Linked DNA regions of Sus scrofa: regions 1 and 2 are each linked to region 3. The links are chromatin contacts, called in public Hi-C and HiChIP or PLAC-seq maps. All regions are on one chromosome and are shown on one strand. Each heading gives the region's core, a stretch centred on a gene start, on an enhancer-like site or on the middle of the called end of the contact. The rest is flanking DNA. Distances are from core to core; before and after follow the strand shown.

Evidence for each region. A called contact is a pair of places that touch in the nucleus more often than the background predicts. HiChIP or PLAC-seq counts read pairs in DNA pulled down with a chosen protein or histone mark.
Region 1: a Hi-C map of alveolar macrophages shows a contact between it and region 3, with 3 times the contacts expected there. The contact joins the promoter of ZFHX2 here to the promoter of HOMEZ in region 3. A contact is called at or near these places in 1 of 5 promoter capture datasets (liver), 1 of 47 Hi-C or Micro-C datasets (alveolar macrophages) and 1 of 2 datasets of contacts at active chromatin or transcription factors (alveolar macrophages).
Region 2: an H3K27ac HiChIP or PLAC-seq map of alveolar macrophages shows a contact between it and region 3. The contact joins the enhancer-like site here to the promoter of HOMEZ in region 3. A contact is called at or near these places in 2 of 5 promoter capture datasets (liver and skeletal muscle), 3 of 47 Hi-C or Micro-C datasets (blood, embryonic fibroblasts and skeletal muscle) and 2 of 2 datasets of contacts at active chromatin or transcription factors (alveolar macrophages and skeletal muscle).

The regions. Positions count from the first base shown.
Region 1 is chr7:75,552,893-75,557,146 of Sscrofa11.1, reverse strand. It overlaps ZFHX2 (zinc finger homeobox protein 2), which reads right to left and starts at 2,271. Exons shown (of 11, transcript XM_021099229.1): 1 at 935-2,271. It overlaps THTPA (thiamine-triphosphatase), which reads left to right and starts at 3,426. Exons shown (of 3, transcript XM_001928723.7): 1 at 3,426-4,254.
Region 2 is chr7:75,610,674-75,615,347 of Sscrofa11.1, reverse strand. No RefSeq gene overlaps it. Among named protein-coding and RNA genes, the nearest start is that of NGDN, 16 kb to the left of the region's middle. Within about 2 kb of position 2,352, at least 11 of the 83 cell types and tissues checked have an H3K27ac peak or open chromatin away from gene starts, as enhancers often do. A contact at or near this core is called in alveolar macrophages, where this site is marked.
Region 3 is chr7:75,787,760-75,792,262 of Sscrofa11.1, reverse strand. HOMEZ (homeobox and leucine zipper protein Homez) reads right to left here and starts at 3,079. Exons shown (of 2, transcript XM_003482254.4): 1 at 2,863-3,079. The coding sequence starts at 2,902.

The DNA.
Region 1 (4,254 bases), core at 1,022-3,521, 230 kb after region 3:
GACAGTGACACACGGACAGATGGGGAAAATGAATGAGGTGAAGAATGGCAAAATCCAGAAGTAGGGACACAGGGACAGAGGTCAGCAGGGCAACAGGCGAAGCAAGATGCGTGGTCCAGTGTTCAATGACAGGGCTATTCAGAGAGAGGGGCAGACAAGAGCGGATGGAGAGTTGGGGAGCCAGGAGAGACACACTTCACCTTGAATAGAAGTAGAGCAGTGGCCTCCCCTCACCTACTACTTGAACCTTTCGAAAAAAACAAAACAAAACAAAACAAAACAAAAAACAAGCAAACAACAACAACAAAACCAACACCCCAACAAAAAACTCAACTTCAGGCAAAACCTAAGATCGAAGGTTAAGGGTATCCACGTCCCCTCCCATCCTTCCACCCCCACAGCGCGCTTTGCCCATCCATCAGCCCGCCCGCTAGCCGCGGTTCCTCCCCCATCCTGCGGCCGGCGGGGGGCCGCCGAGACCCAGGCCCCTCAAGGCTGACAGCTCCAAGCCCCCCTCACTCACCCGGCCTCCCCTTCCCTCCGGGACCCCAGCTCCCCGCACGGCTCGGCGCAGTCCGTCTAGGCTCGCGTTACTCTCAGTCTATTTGGCTGGCTCCTGGTCCAGCCTCGATGCCTTTCCCTTCCCAGTCTCTGCCTCCTCCCCGGCATCTCTCTCTTGCCCCCATTCCCGCCCGCAGGCCTTCTCCTTCCCTCCCACACCCCGGTCCCTCCTGCTCAGGCTCTCAGTCTGTCCGTCTGTCTGGGTCCCCTCCCCCAGCCCCTTCCCGTCCCTCTCCGTGCCCTCCAGCGGCAGTCTCCGAGCGCCTCCTCTCCCCTCCGTCTCAAGCTTCCAAAGAGCAAGGAAGAGAAGAAGAGAGAGAGGGAGAGGAGAAAAAAAAACCAACCCAGCAGCATCGGAAATCGATGCACTTACACCTCAGCTGGAAGCAGGGACGGGAGTCGAACCGCGGCCGCCGAGCAGCGCGAGGCGGGGAGGGGAGGGGGTGGCTCTTGGAAGGGACTTCTCCGATGTGTTGATTCCTTTTTTTCCCCTCCTCCTCCCTCCCTCCAGCGCTCACTCCGGGGCGTCGGGGACGGAGAAGGAAAAAAATAAATAAATAAATTCACGGCGGTGAGGGAAGTGAAGGAAAATAATCAATGCTATTTGGCTGCGGCTGAAGTGTTTTCCCGGCTTCGTGAGGGGGTTTCCATTGATTCACCCTGGGCACTCGCTCGCTCCCTGCCTCCTCCTCCTCCTTTTCCTCCTCCTCCTCGCCCTCCTCCTCCTCCTCCTCGCCCTCACTCCTCCGCCTCATTCACTGGCTGGAGACGAGGCGTCCCACACAATGGAATAATCAATACCCAGGCGCCCGGGGCGGCCCCACTGAGCAGGTGCAGCGGCCCACCCGCCGCGGTGTATGCCGGGAGTTGTAGTCACTTGGCTCCTGCCCGCCCACCGCCCTAGAGCGTGGTGTCCGCATGCCTTCGTGGACCGTGTGAGGGACCTGAGGCCTGAAGTAAGGTAGGCCAGCAGTCCTGGCCACCTGCTCGACTCTGTCAGTGCTTGGAGGAGATTGAAGCTCCTAGGGACTCAGAATAATTGCTATGGAGGATAAGATTCTAGCACCTAACAGGAAGGAAGGGGAACTAACAAGGCAAAAAAAGAGTGGGAAAAATAGAGAGAGGCCTCTGATGGCTCTGGGAAGCTGGTAGAAGCCAAGTCTCGTTATGGAACTGATTTAAAGCAAAATAACAAAACACATGACTGCTGTAGGCAAAAGGAGGAGAAGATGGGAAAGTGTTAAAGGATCCTGCCCTTCTTGGTGGCACTGGCTTGGAGCTGGCACCATAGTACCCAGAGTTGGGGGAGAGGGAGGGGAGGTTCTGGCTCCCCATTCTCATCTTATCACCTCATAAGCTTTCCTGTATTCTAATAATGATAACTGCTAAAATGTATTGAGTGCATAAGCACAGTTCCAGGCACTTTTGCATATATAAACTTACTTAATCTACTTCTACAGTTGATGAAACCAGGACACAAACAAGCTAACTAATTGCCCCAAGGTCACAAAGCCAATAAGTGAACATCATTCATGCCAGATTTCAAAAAAAAAATTTTTTTTGGCTGTGTCTGTGGCATGTGGCTGCTAGATTCTGGGATCAAGCCTGTACCACAGTAGTGACCCAAGCTGCAGCAGTGCGGCAGTGACAATGCCCAGTCTGTAACTGCTAGGCCACCAGGGAATTCCCAGGATTCAAAAATATTTTTCTTTCTTTTTTGGGACCACACCTATGGCATATGGAGGTTCCCAGGTTAGGGGTGGAATTGGAGCTGCAGCTGCCAGCCTGTGCCACAGCAACACCAGATCCGAGGCTTGTCCTTGAACTACACTGTAGCTCGCGGCAGTGCTGGATCCTTAACCCCCTGAGTGAGGCCAGGGGTAGAACCGGCATCCTCATGGATACTAGTCCGGCTCTTAACCTGCTGAGCCACTCTTAATGGTTTCATTCCAGAGCCCACACTGGCTGCTATAGCCTAATTCCCTTAAAAGAAAAATATCTTGGGGAGTTCACAGGAAAAAAGGAGAAAGAAACTAACATTTTGAATCTCTGTGGTGTGACAGTTTGTCCTTGACCCCTCACACTTAACTGTGAAACAGCCCATATTTTACCAAAGAGAAAACAGGTTTAAGGAGGCGAAGTAGCTTGCCCATTGCCCAACACCAATAAAGTGAAGATGGGAGTTGTCAACTCCAGGTCTATCCAGCTTTAGAGTCTGGTCTTTTCTTTTCCTTAAACTTACGCCTCAGCCCCACTGGATTGGACCTTATAACTCTGGGCGGGGGGGGGGGGGGGAGAGATTACGTCTTCCCCTGAGCAACAAAACCGAAAAGCAAAGTACAGATGACAAGCAGACCAGCAAAAGGAATTAGGGGCTGAGGTTGCTCCCCTCCCTGCCCATTGGTGCCCATCATAGGGTGGGGTGTGGGGGGGTATGCATCCAAGACACTCTAAGTTGAAGATGCCATGTCTATAAACTGGTGTCCTCCCCACAGTACCTCCCACAGGTCACATGTTTCTAGAAACATACTGGGGAGGGCAGGTGCCCACCCTAGCACTTCTCACTCATCATAAGAGGGAGCCCAGGAGTTGACAAGAGCTGCTGCTGTTCCTCCTCAAACTACCTTACCCAAGAGTCAGACATACAGTTGATGCTTCCAGGTAACCATAGTCCCAGTAAGGAGTAAGGAGAAGGAGTCTTTTCTATTTTTTGGAACCGGTGGGGGGCGGTGGTAAGCAGCTTGATATGGGAGTAAGCAGCCTGGTCCTCCCAAACCAGGAATTGAAACCAGGCTGCAGTGGTGAAAGCCCCAAATCCTAATCACTAGACCACCAGGGAACTCCTTAGCCTTCTCTATTTTGTCTCCCAAAGCAGTCGAAGGGCCATTTTCAGGTCTTCCAGTGTTTTTATTTTCTAAATTTACTTCTCTCTGCCCCATGATATGTGTAAATTCCCAGGCCAGAGATCAAACTACTCCACAGCAGCAACCTTAGCTGCTGCAGTGACTACGACAGATCCTTAACCTGTGTTTTAAGTGAACATGAATATTTCTATTCCTGACAAAGCCTGCTCAGTAGCAACTGGAAACTCAATGACAAACTCCTCAGTTGGGCACTCAAGGCCTTTTCCAACCCGCTCCTTCATTTCTTTCCTTTACCCAATGGCCAGATGCTCTCCAGCTTCTGGGCTATTGCTTACACTGTTCCTAGCTCCATCTAGGTCTCCAACCGTTGAAATCCCATCATGAGTTTAGTTTTCATCCAATAATATCTCTTCCTCCTCCTATGAAGTCTCCCACCCACCCTTATCCTGAACATTCATGGGGATGTATTATTTCCCCTTTAAAACTCCAGAGTGGCTAAACTGGTCTCAGTTATCTTCCCCTCACACCCAGCTCATTGCCATTGGCCTGCACTTAGTAGGCCATGGTAATAGTCAATAAAATACCTGCTGACAGAGAGTGAGTGGCTTCTATTCCAGCCCCATCTGCCTACAGAGTGAGGGGTTTGGACACAGGACTGGGGCCTCAGCTCCTTTCGCACCCGTCTCTCCCCACCAGCCCCAGCTCAACTTTACGTAGAGTCTGGCTGGCTTTAATCGCAGCTTTCCTGTCACTATAGCGACGGGTGGGGCAAGAAAGCAAAGTCTCGCTATGGAACTACATCTCCCATCATGCACCTGAACCCCAAGGT
Region 2 (4,674 bases), core at 1,103-3,602, 180 kb after region 3:
TTCAGTGCCTGGATTCAGATGGAGTTCAGCTGGCAAGGGACACTGTATTACTCGAAGCTACAGAATTTGGTTCCGTGTGCCAGGAAAGTGGGAGATGGGGAGTCATAAGAATTCAGATAATTAGAGTTGCATTCAAAAACCTTTGGTTTAGATTGCTAAGGATAGCTATGCTTTTGTTAATCCTCTATTTTGTAGACTCTGGAGGAAAACCATGCTTTAAAACCTATTCTATGCCCTGTTTTTGACCTTTTGAGTCCTCAGAAGGTCCTTATCAGGGCAGCCGTGACACCTACTTGATGGGCACCCCGGCTTTCTGGTCACTGCTGAGCTCAGTTCCTACTGCAAGACCTCAGTTTTCCCTTGTGCCTGCTTCCTCCTTCTGTCATTCCCTGTCTCTCCTTTATCTCAGCCAAGTTTATAGGCTTGCCCCACTCAGCCATAGCTCCCTTTATTTGTTTAGTCTTCCCAGAATATGGTGCAGATTAATCAGATGTTACCCTTTGTCTTGCTTCGCCGCCTTCTTAACTTTGTCTGCAGACCACTCATTGTGTGACCAGTATGGCCGCCCAGCTAACTCAGCGGTGTTTGTGGGTTGTAAAGTTATCCAGTTTCTAGGATGGCTAATTACCTTCTTACCGAGATATTGTTATGGATTAATAGTGTCCTGGTAACTCCCTGGATAATAGTGCTAAGTCTTGGCCTTGTGTATGGCCTAGGAGTTGTCCACGAGATGGACAGTGCGGCCTCTTTCCTTAGCTCTCTGTTGGGAGGAGGCCTTTCTTAGCTTAAATGGCAGTCTCAGAATGACTAGCTCCCATTTCCCTAGCATGCGTGAGTCAAGGCTGACTCCTGGAGTCAGGCAGAGTTTGCCTGTGAGGCAGAGCCCTAGAAAGAGCCTCAGTGCAAAACGCCCCATCCTTCAGTGTGTTATCTGAGCCTTGGAGGTGCCTAAGGAAACCTGTCTGTCTTCTGCCTGCCTCTCCTCCTTCCTAAGGTGTGTATATTGGTGGAGGCAGGTGAGCCAGTGGCCTCTTGTTTCCTCAGCTGATTTTCCTGCCGCCCTTTTCAGAGACCTCTAATTCTATTCTTGGGACTCTAGTTAGGGTTGTGGACTCATGTAACACAGATGATGAAATCTTTAAGATCCCTCTCCTAAAAGCATGGCTCATAAGTATTTGTTGCAGTTTTCAGCTTTAGTACCTTCTGCCAGACTCATAAATTAAGTTTTAACTGTTTCTTCTTTAGGTGCTTATGGTACTGTGGCTAAAATTGGATTGGCTAAAATTTTTGTTTCCTTCCACTCAGATGCTGTAGAGGGAAGTGGTTTGTCTAAAACCATACAAATAATTCATTAGCAGAGCTGGCATAGATTCTGCATCCTCTCAGACATCTAGGTCTGACTTTGTTGACTACCTCTTGAAAACTAGTGTTCCCATTTCACCCCCAGAGTCACTGACAGCCTTGAAGCCAGCAGCACAGTCAGGTTTAATGTCTACGCCAGCCTGGACAGGCCTGCTGAGGGAGGGCTTCAGCCGTGAAAGAGCTGGGGTGTGCAGGCCGAGAGGGTCCCCGGCTCCCTGGGAAGGGCCAGCACCCCCCTCAGGTTACACAGCCCTGCCTAGTGGAGGCGCCTCAATGGTGCTAAGATAGGGAGTCTCCGAAGTCCTGGCTTCAGTTTTCCATCCCAGATTTAATTTGACCTCACTGCTCATATACTCCTTCCACTAAGCCTTCTCCCTCTTAAAAATATCTCAGGGCTGAATAGCACATGGTGGTGGATACAGGGGACTCTAAGCACTGCTGCTCATTTGCAGCTAACTCTTGGGTCTGGGACCACTGAAATAACAAAAGGCTCTATGGACCACCCACTTCCTCCTGCTAATGCTGATAACCTTAAATCTTAGAGAATTTCTACTGTAAAGCCATCATTGTGCCTCTATTAATAAATGTTCCTGTAATTTTTATTGTTAATCAAAGCCTAGACTAGAAAATAAGCTCAGAAAGCATTCATGTATTTCTGACTGAGCCTATAGCAACTTACTCTGAGCAGTGCTTTGTCTCATCTGCCAGCCTTGGGTTTAGCCCCCTGGGTGACCTCTGGAGAATAAAAAGCCCTTGAGTGTCTACTTCCTCTCTCCCAATTTCGATTCACTCACTGCTAGCTCTTGCAGGAAGCCCTAGGTGGTAAAGAGATCAAATCAGAATTCCCAGCCAGGAAAACCCTGTCTCTTAGCTACAGTGACCCTTATCTGCCATTGCATTCAGTTCTGTGGCGGTTAACACCAGAGAAGCTTCATCTGGCTTCACACCCTCCTTCTCACTTTCTTTCAGTCAAGTCTTATGTAATCTGTCACTGATGGCAGACTTCCTTCTTACCCTTTTATTCCCTCCCAAGGCTTTAAGCTCCAGAGCTTCCTAGATGCCTCCCACCAAAAGGACGCTTTCTGAAACACAGCCTTTCCTCTCTTTCTCATCCCTCAAATCCTCAAATCCATCCCCTAATGGATGTATTTCCCTCAGTGTCAAGTGACACTCTTAAAGAGCCAGCTGGGTGCTGCTAAAAATCCCATTCCTCACCCATCTCCCTGCTGGAGCTCCTGGAATTGGATTCTGCAGCTTCCTGTCATCCTAGCCTCCTTTTCTGTTCATTTGAAAGCTTTGCTCCATTGCTCTTGATAAATTCCTGGTTTGGCAGAAGTATCCAGAATTTTGGAAGATCTGTAGGACGAGTCCTCTGGCCCCCCAGTTGACCCTCAGAGGGATCTGCTCTTGCCCCCTCCCTGCTGTGCTGACGACTCCCCCCCCCCCAACCGCCTGGCCTGGGCTAGGCGGAATCAAATGTGAAAGTCCTCTGCACAGACACTCCAGCCAGCCCTCTTTATCCTTCTTGGCAAACAAAGCATGGCTCTGCCCCTGACTTCCTCCTCTTCCTTCTCCAATATTTATTTCTTCTCCTTTGCTTTCTCCCACTTCTCCCTTCCCTCCACGAGTACCCTTCATTCCTCTTCCTTTAAATCTCCGTCTCCACCTGCTCACTGTTGCCCATCTGCACCCCCTCCCTCCACCCCCCCATCTTTCATTTTCCATTGCTGTCTTCCTCATCGCCTGCACATGCTGAAGAAGCAGCGTGGTGTGGGAGGAGTGGCTGCAGATGGGTCACTGATTGTCAGAGTGGGCAATCCCTTTTTCTCCAGAGGGTCAGTGGCTGTCTTCCCATCTTGTCCTCAGTGGTCTTTAGGAGCCAGGGAACCCCAAGACGCTGACTCTCTTTTGGGATGAACAAGCTCTTTCCTCGTTGCTTCTTCCTGTTATTTGGCTCCGACACCCCCTTCCTTAGCTCTTCCCCAGCGTGGTCTCTCCTTGTTTCTCCCACTCTTTCCTTCGTTTTCTCCCTCTTTCTGTCTCTCCCCAGCACAAAGCGGCAGCGGGACTGAATGAGTCTGTCTAGAGGCTCTGCCAGGCTGTGCCCCTCACTTTTGCCCCTCCCCCGTCGCCGTGCGTGCCGTTGAGGGGGGGAGGGCGGTGGCATGGTGCCAACCAACCCAGAACCATCTGCGGTGCCTTCTGCACTGAGGCGGGCTCTGTTTCGCCTACCCGCCTCCTCTCCCACTCTTCCTCTCCCATTTTTAATTAGCTGCTGAATTAATTAAATCCCACGTGCTAATTAACATTCCTACAGGGAAGAATGCTAGGTCAGAAAAGTAGGAGGTAGTAAAGCCAGGCGTCTGTCCATTTAGGTTAGGAGACTGAGGGATGGGAAGGGGGCTGAAGGGCTGAAGAGGAAAGAACAGTGGAAAGAAACCTGAGGGAGGTGTGAAGAAACAGAGAAGGGAAATCATGGTGAGTGGAACCTATTGAAAAGGAAAATAATTAGAATTAGTAACAGTGGAGGAATGAAAGTGTCTTGAAGCCTCTGAAGGTTAGAGGTAGAGCTGTGGGTCTCAAACATTAGCATGCAAGAATAACCTGAGAAATAATGATATAGAGGATGTTCATTTGCTGCCTTGAACATCTTCTAAGAAATAAATCTCAATTTTAATAGGAGTGCTTTGGGTTAGAAATGAAGGAGAACTTCCCCCTTACGTGCTCTACCAAAGGAACTCTTTGGAAGATAAAGTCTTAAAGTTTGCCCAAAGCCAGGTGAACTTTGAAAGTTGTTCTAGAAAGACAGATACTAATCCTTAAATGTGTCTGTGTCGTGGAGAACAAGAAAATCCAGGATGGAGAATTCAAGACATATTCTCAGTTCCCTTTCCTCATTGCATTCAGGCTGAACTTTGAGTTTGGTCTCTGTGGTCTTGTCAACATTTTAGGGATGAGCCATCCCTTCAAATCAGATAATTGCTTCCCTGGGAGGTTTAAGGCACTGGTTCCTAGTTGGGACTTCAAAAAGACGACTGTCTATTGGCTAGCATGGCTTCTGTCCTTGACCAAGGGCTGGAGAGGCAGGATAACAGCTGGAGATACATATGGAGCAGAAGAAGGGAGATTGGGGTGTCAATGCCGAGGGTAAGCTAGGCACTGAGGCTTCTGTCAAGGTCACTACTGTGATCCAACCTGAAGAAAAGAGGGACAGCTTGCTTGCATTGCTTTTCTCATCTGAAAAGTAAAGGAAACTATATTCAGTTCAGTTCTAGACTTCCCCGCCTCGTCTAGCCCCTCACCAGAGAACTG
Region 3 (4,503 bases), core at 1,830-4,329:
CAAACAAAAAACTTAAGTTTTTGCTTTTATTCATGTGGTCTGCTATCCTTCATATTCTCATGGCATCAGTTTGATAGTTCAGTATAACAAGGCCCTATTTGTTACACTGCATATATCCACAGTTTTCCAACTACACAAAACACAGTTGTAGATTTCCTGATACAGAATGGTGGCTTAAATCAAGGCACAGCTGTATAGCTGGCAACTCCCTACAAGAATCTGGCTTTGAAATAAGAAGAAACCAGGGAGTGGCTTATGAGAACTCCAACAAGAAGGGTAGATTCTACAGTAATCACAACCACAGTGAAGACACTACAGTGTCTTGTGTTCTTGTACCTCCTTTGGAGAAGGTAGGAAAAAAGGGAATCAGAGCTAGAGAAATAAATCCTCTGGGCAGAGGTGTCCATGTCAGTGGTGGTATTATCAATTCTGAATTACTATTAAGTTTGCATCCTTATTAAAAATGCCCCCAAAAATTGCCACATATGTCCCACTGCTACTTAAAGTCATCAATAAATACAGTCAAGATAACACTCTTACTTCCCTTTGGGCTTTCCATACCCCTGGGCAGATGGCAGAAAAAAATGGGTTGCCTTAAACTTCTGATGTTGATGTTCACAATAATCCTAGAGAAAGGAGGTCTTCAGAACTTGAGCCTAGGAGTTCCTGCTGTGGCACAATGGGATCAATATTCTGTAGCACTAGGACCAAGGTTCAGTCCCCAGCCTGGCACAGTGGGTTAAAGGGTCCAGCATTGCAGCTGCAGTGTAGGTCGCAAACTGCGGTTCAGATAACAAACTGCAGCTGGGATCTGATCCCTGGCCCAGACAAAAAGGAAAAAAAAAAAATTGAACTTGAGCCTAGACTTGTGGTTAAAGCAAGAGATCATTCAAATAAGAGAACAGATATGATCCTGCTAAATTCCCTAAATGTTTACTCAGAGAACTGAAGTATGTTTTTGAATGAAATGTGTTTTGGTGAGAGTTTTCAGGACCTTAAGGGGCTTTTAGTGATATTCATGTGCTTCTTAAGTTTTTGGATCAAGGAACTCTTTGAAAATCAGAAATTACAGACCCTCAGAAAGTTATGACTTATACCCCCCCACCAATAAACATTCACACTCTCATATTATATATAGTATAATCTCAGGGGGTTCACTGAGTGCCCACAAGCCCAGGTTAAGAAACTCTGCCTATGTCCTCCCGATTTAATAAATAAAGGCAATGTGTGGTAATTGCTTAAAGAAGAAACAACTTTTTATGAATGAATCAAAAGAGTGGATGGAAGCCTCAAGAGAATCTGAATTAGCCTTGAAGGGATTAGGTATTGGTGATATTAGTTGGAAAGAGTGGCAGCCAGGGATGTTCAACTGGGCCAGGAGCCTGACTTAACAGATCCTCACTGGATTACATGGTAATCCACACCCACAGGGCACTGGAAACTAGAGGCTGTTAGGCTACTTTCCAGTGTGCCAAAATCACCTGCTTCCTTCAGTCGTTCTGTGTCCTCAGGCATGGTGTGTGATATTCCAAGCCTGCTTAGGCCTATTGTTTTTCTGTGTTTATATAAATTCAACATCACATAAACCTATGAAAAAATTAGTATGTTAAGAATTGTTCCTATGAAAACAGTCACATGCTTTCAAAAGACGTAATACAAAGGAGCGTACATTTTAAAAAACTTGAGAGTAGGCAAGACAACTGTAAAAGAATGGAAGGGGCAGGGGACTTAAAAATCTCAAGAGGTATTCCATTCAGATTTAAATGTTTTTAAATTTGTGTTTAAATTTCCACTTCACTATAAAGAAACGAAACCTGGAAATCACAGATGAGAGGCAGTGGCTCCTGTCTCAGACTGCACATTAGAATTACCTGGAAAACTGAAACCAGAGCATTCACCTCCTCACTCCGACTTAATTAGCCTGGACTAGGGCCCAGGCATAAGTAGTTTTAAAAAGTTCTCAGGGTGCAGTCAGATTTGAGATTTGCTTATGTAGTTTATACTACAAAGGCAACTGGGACTGCCAGTCAGCAGAATGTACACAAAGAAAACGCCTGGACACTAACCCAAGAGATTGGTGAAATGAATGTACTTTTAATGACAATGCTTAAGATGTGTATGCATCATTTAAAAATTCCCAGCTGGCTTTTTTGTTTTCAATTACTGCCACCTACCTATCTTAACCATAAAAAGCGCTTCAAAGGTATGGTGAGAAGGGGGGTCATATGATAAAAGATCTCATCTGGGCCCACATTACCAAATAGGTCTCAGCTTGAGTCTTTCGGTTCAGAAGTCTCAGATTAGGACGCAACACCAGGAACCTCTGAAGACTCAGGTTCTCACTTTACTGGTTTGATTTTCTGAGTATGGCTGGGTAAAGGGGTCAGAAGGAGTAGTTTCTCTTAAACCTTTCATTCCCAAAGGCCACTGCTCCCCAGGAATAAGGCCAGGTTTCTGTGCGTGTGTTGAGGTCGCCAGGAGGTAGTCGTGGAGGGGAGGAGGGGAGGCCTTGGGAAGGAAACGTTTCTCCTATCCTCCATTTCACAGGCAGTCTAGAAGGCTCCGAACTGGGTCAGAGAACAAAAAGTTGCTGCACTTGGGGCGATGAGCCCCAGAGAGCAGGCGAATCTTTATCCTCCCCTTTCCGAGGGCGTCCCAACCCTGCTTTCCCCTCCTCCCTACACACCCACTCACCCTCCCCCAGTTACAACAGGGAACCGAAAAGTCCAGAGGAGAAAGGAGAGAGAACCGGGCAACTTCGAACCCAGAATTCTCCTCCCCCTAGCGCGGGGATGGAACTCCAGAGGTCGGAGATCGTACACGGGCTGGGAGGGGAAGTCGAAAGGGCTGGGGATCACTCACCGCTGTCCGGCCCGGGCGGCGGCTCCCAGCCTCGCACCATGGGCCGGGGGGAAAGGGGGAGAAAGGGCAGGGGGCCTCCGGGGTGAGAATAGGGTTGCTGCCCGGTGCGGCCTGCTCCGAGCCCACCCGCGCCGAGGGCCAGGACCGGGACTTGCCCCCCTCCCGCCCCCGAGAGCGCGCCGGTCAAGCCCAGCCCAGCTCCAGCGAGTTGGAGGCGGGGCGGATGGGTGGGGCGGGCCCCAGGGGCGGTGCCAAGGTGGCCAGAGTCCTGATTGGTGGGTTTAAGGAGGCGGGCCCCGGCGGAAGGGGCTGAGCCGGCCATTGGCAGCGTGGGTCTCTGTTGAAGTCCGCTATTGGCTGCGTTGTGCCTCAGCCGGGGTGACTATTGGGTGCGTGGGACAGGGAAGATGTCCCCCCGCCGCTAGGGTGCCGTGAATGGTACTCCGCCCCGCGCTCCCCCGCCCCCCCCACCTTGTGGGCACCGGATCTTCGGAGTCCACAGGGCCCTGTTCCTGCTGGAATTCCCCAAGGAATTCACAGCAGTTTGTTGAACTGTCCAGACCGCCTACAAACTACTCCTTATTTGTTTCCTCCGGAAGGAAGACTTTTTCTGTATTCCTTTCCCAGCTCACACAAGGAGGCGCGCGTTCCCAGCTGCCGTCGGCGGCGTCACTGTAAACGCGTAGAGCAACCGGGAACTTGTATAGAATGTCTTGGCCACCCCGAAAGACAAGGATCCTAGCAGCCTGGCACCTTGGGCCGCTTCCCGGGTCCAGTTGTCACCAGACGGATGTTCTCAAAGAGGAAGTGCTGGAGGGGTCACCTTGTTTAGGACACTCCACACCTCCCCAGGCCCCCCTTTCTGCCATAGTAAAGAGGACCTGGAGCTGTAACTCATATTTGGGACCGTGGGTTTTGCTGTCAAGAAAGGGTTTACACTAAAACAGTATTCCACACCACAATTCTGGGCCGTAAATTTGTATAGTCAGGATTCTCAGTCTTCTGACTAAAACTTGGGAACAGTACTTTTTTTTCCTTCTTTCTTATTGTAGTCAATTTACAATGTTCTGTCAATTTCTGCTGTACAGCAAAGTGACCCAGTTATACATATATGGGAACAGTACTTTCAGAAGTGACTCTTCTGTATTCCACAGACTTCACCCCTTCTCGTGTACCCCCTAAAATTCAGCCATCATAACTGCTACTTCTGATTCTTCACCACTCCACACTAAGGTCTAGAGCTTTTTTAGGATTGCAAAGCATCAGAAATATATCTGTGCTTCAGCTCAGAACCCTATTTTCTTTTGTGTGCCTTGCGTTTGCCCATTCCTCTCCTCTCTCCCTCAGCACATTTAGTAACAGTCTCAGCTCCTAAAAGCTGTGTCCTTTAAGCTAGTATCCCACAAAAACATCATAGGAGTAAGCAACAGAAACAATATTCTCAGTTTTAGAATTAGAAACTTTTAATCTCTTAGGATTAAGCCAGGGCTGTGGCATATACAGATCTTCTCTTAAATCATGACTTATTACAATATCCCAATGGTTTGTATGTAACGAAAGAAGGGAAAAGTGAAATATTTCAGGCAGTGGCTGCTCGCAATTGTCAGTTCATTCTCTTATAATCCAAACAATGAGCTTGTT